Regions from separate parts of the Mus musculus genome. Here region 1 is linked to region 2. A link is a contact called in public Hi-C data. All regions are on one chromosome and are shown on one strand. Each heading gives the region's core, a stretch centred on a gene start, on an enhancer-like site or on the middle of the called end of the contact. The rest is flanking DNA. Distances are from core to core; before and after follow the strand shown.

What was found. Hi-C and Micro-C count contacts between places; a contact is called where the count stands out from the background.
Region 1: a contact with region 2 is called in a Hi-C map of the N1E-115 cell line, with 7 times the contacts expected there. The contact joins two enhancer-like sites. A contact is called at or near these places in 7 of 484 Hi-C or Micro-C datasets (the N1E-115 cell line, cerebellar granule neurons, cerebellum and 4 more) and 3 of 115 datasets of contacts at active chromatin or transcription factors (astrocytes, oligodendrocyte precursor cells and stem cell-derived neural progenitor cells).

The regions. Positions count from the first base shown.
Region 1 is chr7:77,130,719-77,134,665 of GRCm38.p6, reverse strand. No RefSeq gene overlaps it. Among named protein-coding and RNA genes, the nearest start is that of Gm30774, 760 kb to the right of the region's middle. Within about 2 kb of position 1,480, at least 86 of the 459 cell types and tissues checked have an H3K27ac peak or open chromatin away from gene starts, as enhancers often do. A contact at or near this core is called in the N1E-115 cell line, cerebral cortex, neural progenitor cells and 2 more, where this site is marked.
Region 2 is chr7:76,392,066-76,395,691 of GRCm38.p6, reverse strand. All of the region lies in intron 6 of Agbl1 (ATP/GTP binding protein-like 1), which reads right to left. Among named protein-coding and RNA genes, the nearest start is that of Gm30774, 25 kb to the right of the region's middle. Within about 2 kb of position 2,076, at least 108 of the 459 cell types and tissues checked have an H3K27ac peak or open chromatin away from gene starts, as enhancers often do. A contact at or near this core is called in the N1E-115 cell line, cerebral cortex, neural progenitor cells and 2 more, where this site is marked.

The sequences.
Region 1 (3,947 bases), core at 231-2,730, 740 kb before region 2:
CTGTTTGAAATTAATGTTCATCTTTTAGAATGTTGCTCTGAACATTTGGGGAAAACCATATAGTGTTTCTCACATTTTCCACTCACAGCACCTACTACCACCATCAACTCATAAAAGAACTGTATCAAAATGCCAGTGGGCCTTTTCCTTTAGAAATATGGAATGGAGGACCAAGAAAAATCAAGATTGATGGGCACATGGGAAAGTGATCGATCTTGAAAAAGTTTGCAAATGAGATGATGAAAATCACAGATCCATTTCTAACTTAATTTGAAGAAAAATGCATAAAAGTAAATTTGCCTCTGGGGTGGGGTTGGGAAATAACATGGGAAAACAGGCATCTTTGTCCCTAAACAACATTCTTTACAATATTATTGGTCTCTGGGGGGAAATGGAGACAGTAAGTATACATACTATAGATACTAAGTTGGTCTCTTTAGCAACCACTCAACATGCATTGGTGGGTAGTGCCACTGTTGGTGTATCATCTTAATATGGGATAACCAGAGTGACTTGATCCCAAAAGTCTCTGGGAGTTGATAAGATCTAACCCACAAATGGATTGATGATAAGGATTTCTGCCAATGTCTTATCATTTCTAAAGTATTATAAAGTTGATCTCTAATGTTTTAGAAACAAAGTATTCAAACTTCCTCTACCTGCTTAGGATTCCTTGAAGGTCTCACCTGTTTTCATCCAAATTAAACAATCTCATATTTTATCTACTTCAGATATCTTTAGAGCTTAGCTGTTTGGAGCTCAAGGAAACTAATTGGAGAGTTCAAAGGCTAGACATGAGACGATGTGAGATTACCCACCCCAAATAAGACACAATCTAGAAGTAAATATTAGACATTGTATTTTCATGTTACATAGGATGTTTCAGAGGCTCTTGATTCCCCAGCCACACTGGGAGACTTTCTTCCTTTCCTTTCTGCTAGTGTACACCTCCAAATATTTAATGTACATTATTGTCTGATTCACAGAAGGTTTCTTTGGCCTAGTCATGCTCACATTTGCATATACCTAAATGTATACAATGGAATGGGGAAGGAGAGTCTCCTCCAGGTCTGAATCTACAGCTTTGGAAACTGAGACCTGGATGAACTTAATAGGGCTTATAGAGAGAATTGGTCCAGTTTCCCCTGTGGTTGTTAAATGTCTGCTGCTTCTTCGCATACCACATGAAAGTGCAGACTGGTTTGAGTATGAAACAGACCCAACAGCTATGAGCTCCCTTTCCTGAAACCTCTTGCACACGTCCTGCCCCAAACAGTCAGATCTGAAAGTCGTTTTGGATTAAAATGCGGTGTGTGCTTCAGAAAGGCAAAGAGGAAGCTGGGCCCCAAATGCTGAGAGACGAGGTCGAGGAGGGCAGCTGGCCTGGGTCCAGGATGCGGCCAGAGACAGGGGAAGGACTGTGTAAGAGCTCTTTCTTTGAACAACCAACAAAAAGACAGCTAGAAGGAAGGGGCCAACTATGCCACAGAAAGGAAATGGACCAGAGAGAGAGGGAGCGAGCGGCCACGCCTCTGCTCAGCCCTCTTCCTCCTTCCCCCAGGGTGGCATCAAACACATCACTAACTATGATTTGAATTCTAAGAGTCCAGCCACCTAACCAGCCAATCAACAGAGATGAAAATGAATTTGATTCTTCTCTATCCTGTTCACAAGTTTGCTGACTCAAGTCCGCGCTCTGTTCTTTCTTTCTGTTTATGTTGTCACTTGGTTTCATTATTTATTTTTAGCCCCAATTTCGGAAGCTCTTATTCTGCTGGGTATTGGCAAGGTGTCAAGGGCATCACTCTCAGCTCTGAAAGGATCATTGTCCAGCTCTGGACTCCATCCTCTCCAGACAGAGAAGCAGTGTGAGTTGCCTCATGCTGCCTCTTCACTGGCCCAGCCAGTCTGCAGTCTCTGAGTAGCGGTCTCTGCAGGGCATCCAATGCCATGCTTGTGAATGGTAGAAATGTTAGTGATGTTTGCTTTCATCTGATCTAGGTCCTCGGTTTTCAATGGGGAAACTGAGACCTAGAGAAACGAAAGTCCATCCATGAAGTAGCATGCCAATATCATGACATCTTGGCTTTCAAAACTCCCCGTTGAACAACGCTACTTACTTAGTTTCGCCGAAATGCCTGCCCCATTTTGAGTCTGGCTATCATTGTTTTTTCTGGATTCCCAATTTCCTTGTGACCATGAAAAAAATAAATCAAACAAAATGGTAAGAACATCCGTGGGACTGCGTTTCATGGTGCCCACTTTCTCTTTGTCATTGCCTCTTTTCCCTTAAGAAACAGAACTTACTTTTTTTTTTCTTTCTAATTTTTGTTTCCAGTGAGCCAGGAGCACTGAGCTAGTGTGTCTTGCCTGTTAGGACAGGCTGCAGTCGCAATGAAAGGACATGCTTCAGTTCCCAGGACGATGGTCTCTTTGACTGGGAATATACCGACCACTATTACAAGTATGCGAGAGTAAACAAGGCTAGAGTCAATCTCAACTTGTTTTACACTCTGTTTTATTAAAGTCAATGCGTTTCCGTTTCTATGTGCTGAGCCTCAGCTGGCTTAATTATACATACCCAGGCGAATTCTAATGGGGACAGAGGACAGCCAGTGATTGGAAAGCAAGGCCCTTTTCTGACCTCTACAGGCCATGGAGAGAAAAAGAAACAAGGCTGCTTCTGGAAATTAGAGATTAGGAAAGAGGATGCTTTTTTTTTATTATTTTATTTTTTTCTGGATGCTTCTTTACTGCTGTAAGTACCAGACACATGTGTGTCCTACTTTTGTACAGCGTGTCTATCTGTGTTTAATAGGTTACTGCAGCAACCAGGAAGAGGTCAGTTTTCAGGAGGTTTTTGCAATGGAAATTACGGTCTCCATCATTCAATACATATTTAAAGTAAGCCCAACACATGTTCACCACTGGTAACAAATAATCTATTTTTTTTTTCAGAAATTACAGTCTGATGGGAGGATGTAAGAGCTCACAGCAGCACCATGCAGATTTCGTCAGGACAATATGGGAATTTAGAAACTATAGGAGACTTCCTGGAGGAAAGGACATTGAAGCATATGGGGCTTGGGGTTTTGCTCAGAGAGAAAAACCAGAAACTTGCAAACTGACTGGGTCAGGAGGGGTTCCAGTGCTAGATTCCCCTTGCATAGGATAAAATGGGGCCACTGATGGAAATAGAAGGTACTTCCCATTCTAAATACCACCTGCTTATGCAGATACTCGAGCTAGGAAGGAAATTAAGTCAAGGGAGATGACGGAAGGGAGGAAATAGTTATAGATGTCACAAGGAGAGTACATAGTGGGCATAGTCACAGGAAAGCTGAGCACAGCCTTGACCACACATCCTGGTCCATCTCTTAAGCATCTGCTCTGAATATGGGCCATGGCAGGAAGATAGAGGTTCCCATTTGTAGGATCATTATTGTTTAAGAAATGGACGTAAAGAATTAAGTGAGGAGAGATAATGAGTAGCTAGACTTTGAACTTGGTGAGTTTGAACTTGAGATGGTTTACAAAGATACGTGGAATCCGTAGTTCATATTTGGATCAGGTCTTGAATAATCATTGTGTAGAACACACCATCCTGAAAACAAGGAGATGCTCTTAGGCTTTGGTGGGTTTTAAGGATCTTTGAGGAGAAGCACGACTCAGGATGTCTGTATAAACCCATTTTTTCACTCCCTGAATAACATTACACAGGACCTTACCTGCTTTGTGCCCTGACATCCTCACCTGACCATCAAAAGAGGGCTGCTAGGATGAGACATGGTAATGCTCACCAGGGTCCAGGTCGGCTGTAGATAGGGAGCAGCCATATTCAATCATTGTTGTGTTCCCACCAGTGTCCACCATTCCTGGTGATGTGGAAAGACCCAAAGTGGGAATCTCTTGACTCCTCTTGGACAAACTCCAACTCCCACCTTTAC
Region 2 (3,626 bases), core at 827-3,326:
TATGATACAAGTTCTAAAACCTAAAGGGTTTACAACTACACAACCCTGGATGTTAACCCCTGAATGCCCAAACTGAAAACAAAGTAAGTGCACTGAGAGGGGACCGGATTTGCATGCATTTGTTTATCCATTCCTTTGCTTATTCAAATAACTTGCTCTGAGTGCCTGCTGTATAAAATACATTAGAGTTAATGGCTTAAGAAATAAGAATTAATGGAATACAGTCCTCAGGGCTGAGGCTCACTCAGTCTAAAGCAGGGGTCAGCACACTGCCCACAGACTATTTTTATAAAGTTTTATGGGAACATAGCCATAGCTATTCCTTTATGTGTTGCCTATAGCTGCTTCTGCCCTCTCAGGGCAGAGGGAAATAGCTATAATAGAAAGAGTGTGGTCCACAAACTCTCAACTATTTTCTGTTAGCCATTTCACAAAAGAGGCTTCTTGGTGGGAGAGAGGGGAGTTAGGCACTAAAAACAACCATGAGTCAATTTAACTCAATGGACAGATCTTGGGTGACAAATTTAAACAACCTCAATTTAAATTTGAACAAGCCCTATCCCTATACAGCATCAGCTCCTTCAGCCTCTGATGGCAGTAATAATAAACTAGCAGTGACTTTTACCAAAGTTTATTAAGATCCATTGCTCCGCTCCCGCTCCTGGCTCATCACCAGCTTCCATGTTGCTCATTATTTTTAGAGGGTATAGACCAGCCTGCCTCGATAACTATGTCTCTGTAGTTGACCCCAGGGTACCATGAGAGCAGACATTATGATCACTATGTAAACAGTGATATCCACCATATCATGCCCTTATGATGACTGATGCAATTATATCACATGTATACCATCTTCATCATGACTTGGAGACTTTTACACTTTTACAGTCTTTTCGAAGGGACACTTTGACCCAAACTTGCAGGCAAATGTTAGAATAGAGGGGAAGCCCTGGAGATAGAGGTGGTAAAAGATAGTATGCTACCTGTGCATAAGAACTGACCCGACTTAACAGCGGCATGCCAACAATAATGTTTTAGCCAAGTTTTGTGTCAAGCGGGAACATCTTATCAGCGCCATTCACAGCTCTGTTCAGACCCAGGATGGTCACCTCCGAAGAGTTTGACCATCACAGGAAAGGGTTCACTAGCCTACCTTCCTGTCACTGGATAACAACCCCACTGTCCTCAACAACTTAGGTTCAATTCAACTGCTTAATTAGGCCCATTAATTCTAAGAGACTGCAAAATGACTGGACTGGGTCTTGATGGATACAAGACTCTGGCTTTCTCTGGGTCAAATATCACTAGACTATCATTACTATTATTATATTACCATTTATTATTATTATTATTTTACTACTTAGAGAAGTGTGACACACTTTTCCAGCCTCCCACAGAAAGCATCATGTCACTCCATCTTGAAGCTGTAATCGCAAACAACAGGTCAAGCTCCCACACACCCCACGATGATATTCATTCAGAAGTTTCCAAGGCTGATTTCTTCCAGACCCTCAGGAACGTCCCTGGAAACTTCTCAGTGTCTAACAAGAGTTGGAAAGCAAAAGAAAAAAATGAGCTGTTCTTAACTGGGGTCTCAACCTGAGCCCCATTGTGCCTACCAAATATGTGTCATTCACACTTAGGCTTTGGTGATGAAAACGTTAGATTCTGTTGCAAAGAAGCATCAAGCCCCGCCTACAACCCTCCACTTACTGCAAGCCAACCTAAGGCCATGTTTAAGATCGCATAGTCAATCTATGGCTCAGTCCAGGGTTCCTGACTCCTGCTGAAGGTTACCAGAAATATGAAAATCTGACGCTTTGGAAGCAGTCACAACTGAGGTAAAGTTTAGCTTTCCTTGTGCTTTTTGTGGGACTTCAGCAAGTCTTTGTTTTGTGCTAACTACCTCTTCTTGGCATGTAGGACAGGTATAGTACTATGACTATTATGTAAGTGAGGACAAAGAGTTCAATGTAACGTGAGCAAAGTGTCCAGCACGCTATTCATCACCATAGTCACGCTGTGGATGCTGCGGTGGTTGCTCTGGTACAGTCACGCTCTTTCCAACCTCCCCCACTCCCCAGCTCACAGGCAGCTTGCAGTAGCAGTTAATTAAAGATGTCATCAGATTGGGAGAAGGGCCTCTTGCAGAGGGTGCAGAACTAGAAGACTCTTGTCCTCCCAAACCAATTTAGGACCTTTACAAGTTGTCACAAGGGTCTGGGAGACTAGCGACCCTAACAACCAGCGTTGCTGCTGTCAAGCAGAGACAGCTTGCAAAATGCTACTGGGATGTCCCCGCCCTCTGTCAATCCTGCTCAGTCATGCTAACACCACTTGGAAGGCAACAAATTCCATCCGCTGTTCTAACCCCAGGCTCCACTCACCCTGCCTCCTCCCACCTCCCTTAAATAATGGCTGCGCAAATGCCTCTGAGACCATCTTCAGATAATTTCCTTCAAGACATGCAAGCTGCTAACGCTGGGAAGCACAGATAGTGTGCGCTAGCAAATATGGCCAAAATTAGATTAAAATAACCTCCTGATAAACAAATTACTCACCGAAAATAAATATTGGACTAGCAATGGTCGAGATAACTAGAAGAACAGCACCACCACATGGCATGAAGAGGAACTACAGGAACAACTGTCTGCAACTCAGCCCACACTTCCTTGCAGCATCAGGCTGAGGAGGGCAAAGGAGACAACCGGCACAGTTGCAACCTTTTAACTTAAACTTTTTAAAATCACTTATGCACTTATGCAAAGCACGTAAGTATTTGGCAGGCAAGACCGGACTCGAAGCCAAGAAAGTAAAGAGGAATATGCCAAATTGAATGTGGCATGACGTAATAGGAGCCTGTAATCCTTCCAGTTCCTGCTCCTCGCTCCCGGATCTCATGCCCCCATTCATCAGCCTTGCCTGATGCTCACCCTCGAAGCAGCAAACACAGGCTCCTCACACACATGCTGGTGTTTTAGCATCTCTCACCGGGGCCCATTCAAACGTTATGTGGAGTGGACCGTGTGATGTTTCTGACTTAAGTAACACATGGTCTTCCAAGATAATTCTCCTGATACTTAAGCAATATTTACTTAGCTTCCTTTCAACATTTCGTTGTTCCTTCTTTGGGTTAAGTAAACCTAGCCTCTTTAATCTCTTCCTGGTGAAGCATGGGGCTTAGCTCACTGGGAGGAAGAGACTGTCAGGTAAACCCTAAAGCCTGCTGCCTGAATAAATTATTTAAGCCTTCCAGACTTCAGTTACCCCACTTACTGAGACGGGGATTGCGAAATATCCTTTTCGGGCTAAACATACACAGTGTCTGACATGCTAAGAACTCAATAAATGGATATACGTGTCATTTTAAACCAGCATGGTGATGGATGTGGCTTGCCATGCTGCCTTCAAATGAAGCCAACTGCAGCAGTGTGACAAATACAAAAAAAAAAAATCAATATTATTTGAAGGAGATGTTTGACTCATCAGTGAAATACATAATGTATGCTTCCCCAGAAGTCATAGTAGAAAAAAAAAAAGAGAGAGAGAGACAATCGGGTTTGTGAACATACCACAATAACTAAGGCATGGTGGAAAAAGATTCTAGGAAACTGGACTCCTTCCTT